2 separate regions of the Mus musculus genome follow, and region 1 is linked to region 2. Evidence: chromatin contacts called from public Hi-C data. All regions are on one chromosome and are shown on one strand. Each heading gives the region's core, a stretch centred on a gene start, on an enhancer-like site or on the middle of the called end of the contact. The rest is flanking DNA. Distances are from core to core; before and after follow the strand shown.

Region 1 (2,817 bases), core at 176-2,675, about 12 Mb before region 2:
CTGCCTCCTGAATGCTGGAGTTAAAGGCCTGCACCACCACGGATCTGCCATGTTTTGTTCTCAAAATGGGGTTTAAACTTAGAGCTTTTCACATGCTGAGAAAGTGCCCTACCATTGAGCTACATGCTTCTTCAGCTAGCCCTGTAGACTATTTCCTGAGCAGACTCAGCCACCCGGCAGCTTCTGTGTACCAAAGCTGTGTGTTGAGGATCTCAGACCCCAGATTACCACAGATAAAGGGCAGGCTGACTCCCCCACCCCCACTCTGCTTGTCCTCTGTACACATGTACATCCAGGACTGAAGACTGAAGAAAGGGCCCGTCATCCTCCCCACCCTCGGTGCCATTTAGGCAGGACAGAAGGTCACCTCCCTACTACACCCGGGGGAGGGGAGAATGGAATCCTGAGGGTTGGACTAGCCACTGACAGCATTCATCTAGGACAGTCAGAAGAACCCAGAATGCAGCGGGAGCGGGGCTGGGAGGGGGAGGGTCGAGCTTCCACGAAGGCTTCCAGGAGGAGGAGGCAGTCCTTGCTGAGCCATCCTAGACGTTGTTGGGATTCCCTCAGGTGAGCAGAGTGAGGGTGAAACGTTCCAGGCGGTGCAGTCAGAACGGGAGAGAAAAGCGCTCTAGGTACTGGGTCGAACTGGCCCTGCCGTGGGCTGACGAGGACTCGGGTGGGCTCCTGAGAGAGAAGTTGACTGCTAGAACACACTTTCTTCTGCCTAGTAGTACAGGGAGTTGGCTGCGAGCCTAAGGAAGGTCTTGGCGGGAGCAGAGGAGGCAGCAATCCGCTGTAAGTAGCCAGGGTCCGGCCTAGGAGAAACCAGATTCTTTTTTTTTTTTTTTTTAAGGAGGGATGGGGGTGGGGAAGCTGGTTCCAGCAATCTCTACTTTAGGTATTGTTCGGAGTAAGGGCTCTGGCCCGAGGGCAGAGGTGAAGGCCAGGCCCTAGGATGACCTTTTCTTCTCTCCTCATCCCTGGCTGGTCTCCAGTCTGAGCTAACTTTCTGCGGGATCTGGGAAAAAGAGGTGGGGTGAGGGCCGGGGAAGGGTCCTCAGATTGAATTGATAATAATCTGCCCTGGGCGGGTGGAGGCAGGGGAGGAGCTTCCATCGCTCGCAGCCTCAGTCTACCCAGTCTGCAGCTCGGGACTGCTCGGCGTGGAGAAGCGGGCATCTCTAGGACCCGGCTCTGCACGAAGCTCGGCTCCGCGATCTTAGGAGCCGAGCGCGGAGCAGCGGCGTCGCGGCCCGGTCACAGTCCGCGGGGAGGCTCGAGGCGGGGGAGGGGGCGGTGCCTCCGGGGCGGGGCCGAAGGCTGCGGGCTGCGGGGCGGCCTGGCGGGAGGCCCGGCGTGCGTCAGCGCCGTGAGCCCCGGAGTTTTCCACTGACGAGGAGGGCGGAGCCGCGGGCGGGGCCGGGGCTGAGCCAGTCTCTCCCGCCGCCGCCGGACGCGCAGACCTGGGCCGGCTGCACCGACGGCCGCCCGGCCGAGCGCACTGCGGGTCGCTGTGTGCGCTGCGACCCTGGGGCCGGCACACGAGTGGCTTCGGTGAACTGGGCGAGCCCTGCTAGCTTAGGTGAGTGCCACGGTTCCTGAACGCGGCGGGATGGGAAATGGGGCAGGGGGCGTCTCGGGTGAGTGGCGCTGTCACTCCAGCTCCCCGCTGATCTCCCTTGGGTCCTCCGGAGGGGACGCCGGGATCCGGCCTCCGAGCCCGACTGGAGATCTGGCGCCTGGAGTGAGAGCCCACGGCTGCGAGGTGGCGGGGGGGGGGCAGGCTTCCCCTCCCCCGCCTCGTTGTGGTTACCCCAGATGTCCAGGCGCCCCAAAGCCGGGCGCAGGTGGCAGTGGGACGGGGCGCGCGTGCCCGCGGGTGAGTTTCCTTTTGACCTAGTTGCCTGAGAACTTTTCAGAAGTTACTCGCGTGGCCGGGGCAGGTGACATTGGTCGTCTTCCTCCTCGGGCTCCCTAGGGGGAGGGTGCCCGAGCTGCGGCGTGTGCCGGGCGCCCTCGGCAGGCGGGGGTCAGGGAGGGTTTGGAGGGATGAGTGAGGAATGAGCGAGGCTTGGTGAGTCACGGACCCCGGGAGGGAGGCGGGGGGGAGAAGGATTGTGTCGTATGTTCACCTGTCACCGTCACACTCAGAGGCCACTGCCGTGAGTCACCGGGGCGCAGCTACACCGACCACCCGCGGGCACACGTAGGCTCTCTCCCACGCACCTCTACTCCCTCTTCTGCATGCATTTCCTCTCCTTCCTCAGTTTCCCCTTCCCGGAGGTCCTTTCGCCTTCATGTACTGTAGAAAAGCCTACACCACAGCAACGGCCACACACTTAGTCACTCGGGTTGCCGATACAGTCACTCCCAGATGTAGCCCACCTTCCTGACAACAGAGAATTCCTCCCTCCTCTCTAGCTACCCACCCAACATCTCTGGACCGAAGTCTCAGCCTTCTGCAGAGAGTAAGTCAATACTCTCTGCCCCCAAATCTTTGACAGCCCCGCCCACATCTCCCGAGCTGTCACCAAATCCACCCCCTTTTCTCCTTTGCGCTTGTCCTGTCAGTTCACCTGGCCCTACCCTGTGTCCTACGGGTCACACCCTCTCTGGCTCAGGCGCTGAGCCATCTTTCAACCATGCAAATCTAGAATTGTCAGTCCTTACTTACGCACTTGGGTGGCTTCCTGTGCCCTCGGGCTAACACAGGCCCTCTTAGTTGCATCGCCACCAGAAGGCGCACTGGCTGTCCTTGCTCCAGTCCCTGTACCATGCAGTGTGACCCCCCCCCCCCAATCTGGAACTCTGCCA
Region 2 (2,700 bases), core at 42-2,541:
GTGAGTGACCACACCTCAGGCTCCCTGCTGCAGCAACATGGAGCTAGCTGCTGGAGGCTGGGGATTCAAGACACAGGAACTCTCTCCCCACCTGTGCCCACCACGGACGCACCCACCCACCCACCCTGGCCCCATCTTGCTGCAGACCTCCAGCGTGGTCAAGTAGCCGGCCAGCTTTTTAACGATGGGTTCCAGGGCACAAGTCTTAGCCTGAGCGTCACACACAAAGCCCAGGTTGAAGAGGAGAGCATTGCGGCTGTACTTCTTGTGTTCAATGCACACGGGGCAGCCAATCAGCTTCTTCTCCATGGCTGTGCTGGAGAGGTAGAACAGAGTCAGCCTGCCCCGCCCCCACCCCCACCCCCAAGCCAGGCTGGGACCCCTCTCCTCCCACCCAACTAAAGCCTCACACAGTGATGAGCTTGTTCTGTAACTCGGGCTTGGTGATGATGTACACCTGGACCGTGTCAAACAGTTCTCGCGAGATGAAATCCTCAGGGACCTGGAGAAGGCAGCCATGAGAGAGAGCTCCCTCAGTGGACGTTGGGTCCGGGCAGATTTTTACAGCCCACCCAGGCACAAGTCCCTCTACCGTTTTCTTCCCTCATCCACCCAGTGGTCTACTTTGTGCTTCCAAACACATGCTATGTTTTGGCAAGCTCCCTTGGCTTTTGCGTTCACTATTCCCACTACCTGGAATACCCCTTTCTACCCTCACCTAACTTTTATATATCATTTGTCTTGGTCCAGTGTTTCTCTTGGGTCATCTAAACCTTCATGAGCCTTAGCACCTCCCCGAAACCTATAGCCTGATTCTGTTTGGGGGACAAAACTCCTCCCCCACACTAGAACCTGATTCAGTTTGGGGGACAAAACTCCTCCCCCACACTAGAAACCGGAGACCTGGGTCTGTGTACCCTCTCCATTCAATGGAAGAGACACGCGTGGATGAACCACAACCCCTCCAGGCGGCCAGCTGAGCTCCAGAGAGCATCCCTCCCCTCGCCTAGTCCGGGAGTGTGGAAGGCACCTGATAGGTAATTTTGGGTCCCAGCGTTGGGTGGAACTCGCTGAAGAATATACATTCGATGCGGCAGCTGCTGCCCATGGCGCTGTCTGGATCCAAGTCTGTAATCCCTGTTTTTCGTGTGGGGATCGCCTCTACGCCTTGGAATACCCTGTCAAAAAGAGAAAGAGGCCCGGGTAGGTCACACAGGTTTGTGAGCGCAAACCCAACGAGCCGTCAACTCAACAGCGCCTGCGCAGGGCGACTCAGGGGGCGTGGTTGCCGCTGGATGGGATGGGAGGGGGCTTGTCCCAGGAAGTCTCGGGTGGGTAGACATCGCACCCGGAAGTGAAGCTACTCCGTAACGGAGCGGTGGCGCGGCTGGCGGGGCCGAGGGTCCAGTTTATTTTGGAGGAAGTCACTGCGTAGAACCTGAGAAGCAGGTGAGGAGGGCAAAATTCTACGGTGGAGGTACAGCGTGTCAGGTGCACATGGGGAGGCAGTGTGCAAAGAAATTCACGCTTAGGTAGGGAAGCAGCTGGGAAATACAATTCCCGTAGTGCTCCACGCCTTCCGTTCCGGCTAACGATGACGTGCTGCATTCTGGGATTTGTAGTCTTCCTCCTCCCACTTGGAAGGTGCGATCGTTACCACTTCAAATACAGGTGTTTGACAGGTAGACTGCTAAGTTGGGACTGTTAGTGCCGGCACTACTCTGCTCCTGTCATAACTTCTCCGGGAAAAGGTGCCATTTCTGTCCTGAGTTACTGTCCCCAGTGAGGGGCGTGGACAGTGGGCACTCTTGCCAACGCCTACGATGCTTTCAGGCTGTGCAGCTATCGGCTGGGCTGACCATGGCCCTTTCTGTGGAGACGGAGTCGCATATCTACCGAGCTCTGCGCACTGCCTCTGGGGCTGCAGCCCACCTCGTGGCGTTAGGCTTTACCATCTTTGTTGCTGTGCTTGCCAGACCTGGCTCCAGTAAGTAGAATTCATAGTCCACTTATGGGAAGGGAAAAGCTACTTCTCTTGGGGAACAGGGGGCAGTAGGAAACGATGGGCGTAACTCCTGAGAACAGGATTGACTGGCTGAAGGATATTCTCTGTTGAACGTATTTAACGTCGTGGGAAGAGCAGACCAGTGTGGGGGCTCTGCCCGCCAGGGCAAGCTTTAAGTACATGGCTTCTCTTCCTTTGATTTGGCATTTCATTCCTGACTTGTGGGGATGCTGGAGGAAGGAGCCGCCAGAGGAGTGGCAGAGCGTGCTTTCTGTCCAGGGAAGAGAACAGGGGGTGGGTAAGATGAGCTTGTTACTGGAGGAGGCTCGCATTTTGACCCCTCCTTGGGTGATGGATGGGCTGTCCATCCCGGCTATAGAGCCTGGTATGCTGGTTTCTTTTTCCCTAGTTCCATGAGGCGCCCTCTTCTCATTCCAGGTCTGTTCTCCTGGCACCCCGTTCTTATGTCTCTGGCTGTAAGTAGTGGGTTTGGGTAGCTTTTAGGGGTAGAATGTGGGCGTTGTTGGTGGCTCTCAGAATCCTTGTAGGCATTTAGTGCCAGTGTAGACGAGCTGTATGTCCTCACTCCTGCTTCTGACGAATATCCAAGGCTTGAAAACGGTATTCATGACCCAGGACGAACAGATGAAGCTCACCCAAGCACAAAAGGGCGGCTTCTCTCACCTCCAGCTAGG

What was found. A called contact is a pair of places that touch in the nucleus more often than the background predicts.
Region 1: a Hi-C map of B cells shows a contact between it and region 2, with 5 read pairs. The contact joins the promoter of Csrnp1 here to the promoter of Cyb561d2 in region 2. A contact is called at or near these places in 1 of 39 promoter capture datasets (maxillary cranial neural crest) and 1 of 484 Hi-C or Micro-C datasets (B cells).

Annotation. Positions count from the first base shown.
Region 1 is chr9:119,982,387-119,985,203 of GRCm38.p6, reverse strand. Csrnp1 (cysteine-serine-rich nuclear protein 1) reads left to right here and starts at 1,425. Exons shown (of 5, transcript NM_001357562.1): 1 at 1,425-1,585. It overlaps Gm33800 (a long non-coding RNA gene), which reads right to left and starts at 1,359. Exons shown (of 4, transcript XR_871355.3): 1 at 1-1,359.
Region 2 is chr9:107,540,784-107,543,483 of GRCm38.p6, reverse strand. Cyb561d2 (cytochrome b-561 domain containing 2) reads left to right here and starts at 1,291. Exons shown (of 4, transcript NM_001357289.1): 1 at 1,291-1,449; 2 at 1,834-1,987; 3 at 2,444-2,481. The coding sequence starts at 1,861. It overlaps Nprl2 (NPR2 like, GATOR1 complex subunit), which reads right to left and starts at 1,275. Exons shown (of 11, transcript NM_018879.2): 1 at 1,031-1,275; 2 at 411-502; 3 at 148-316. The coding sequence starts at 1,108.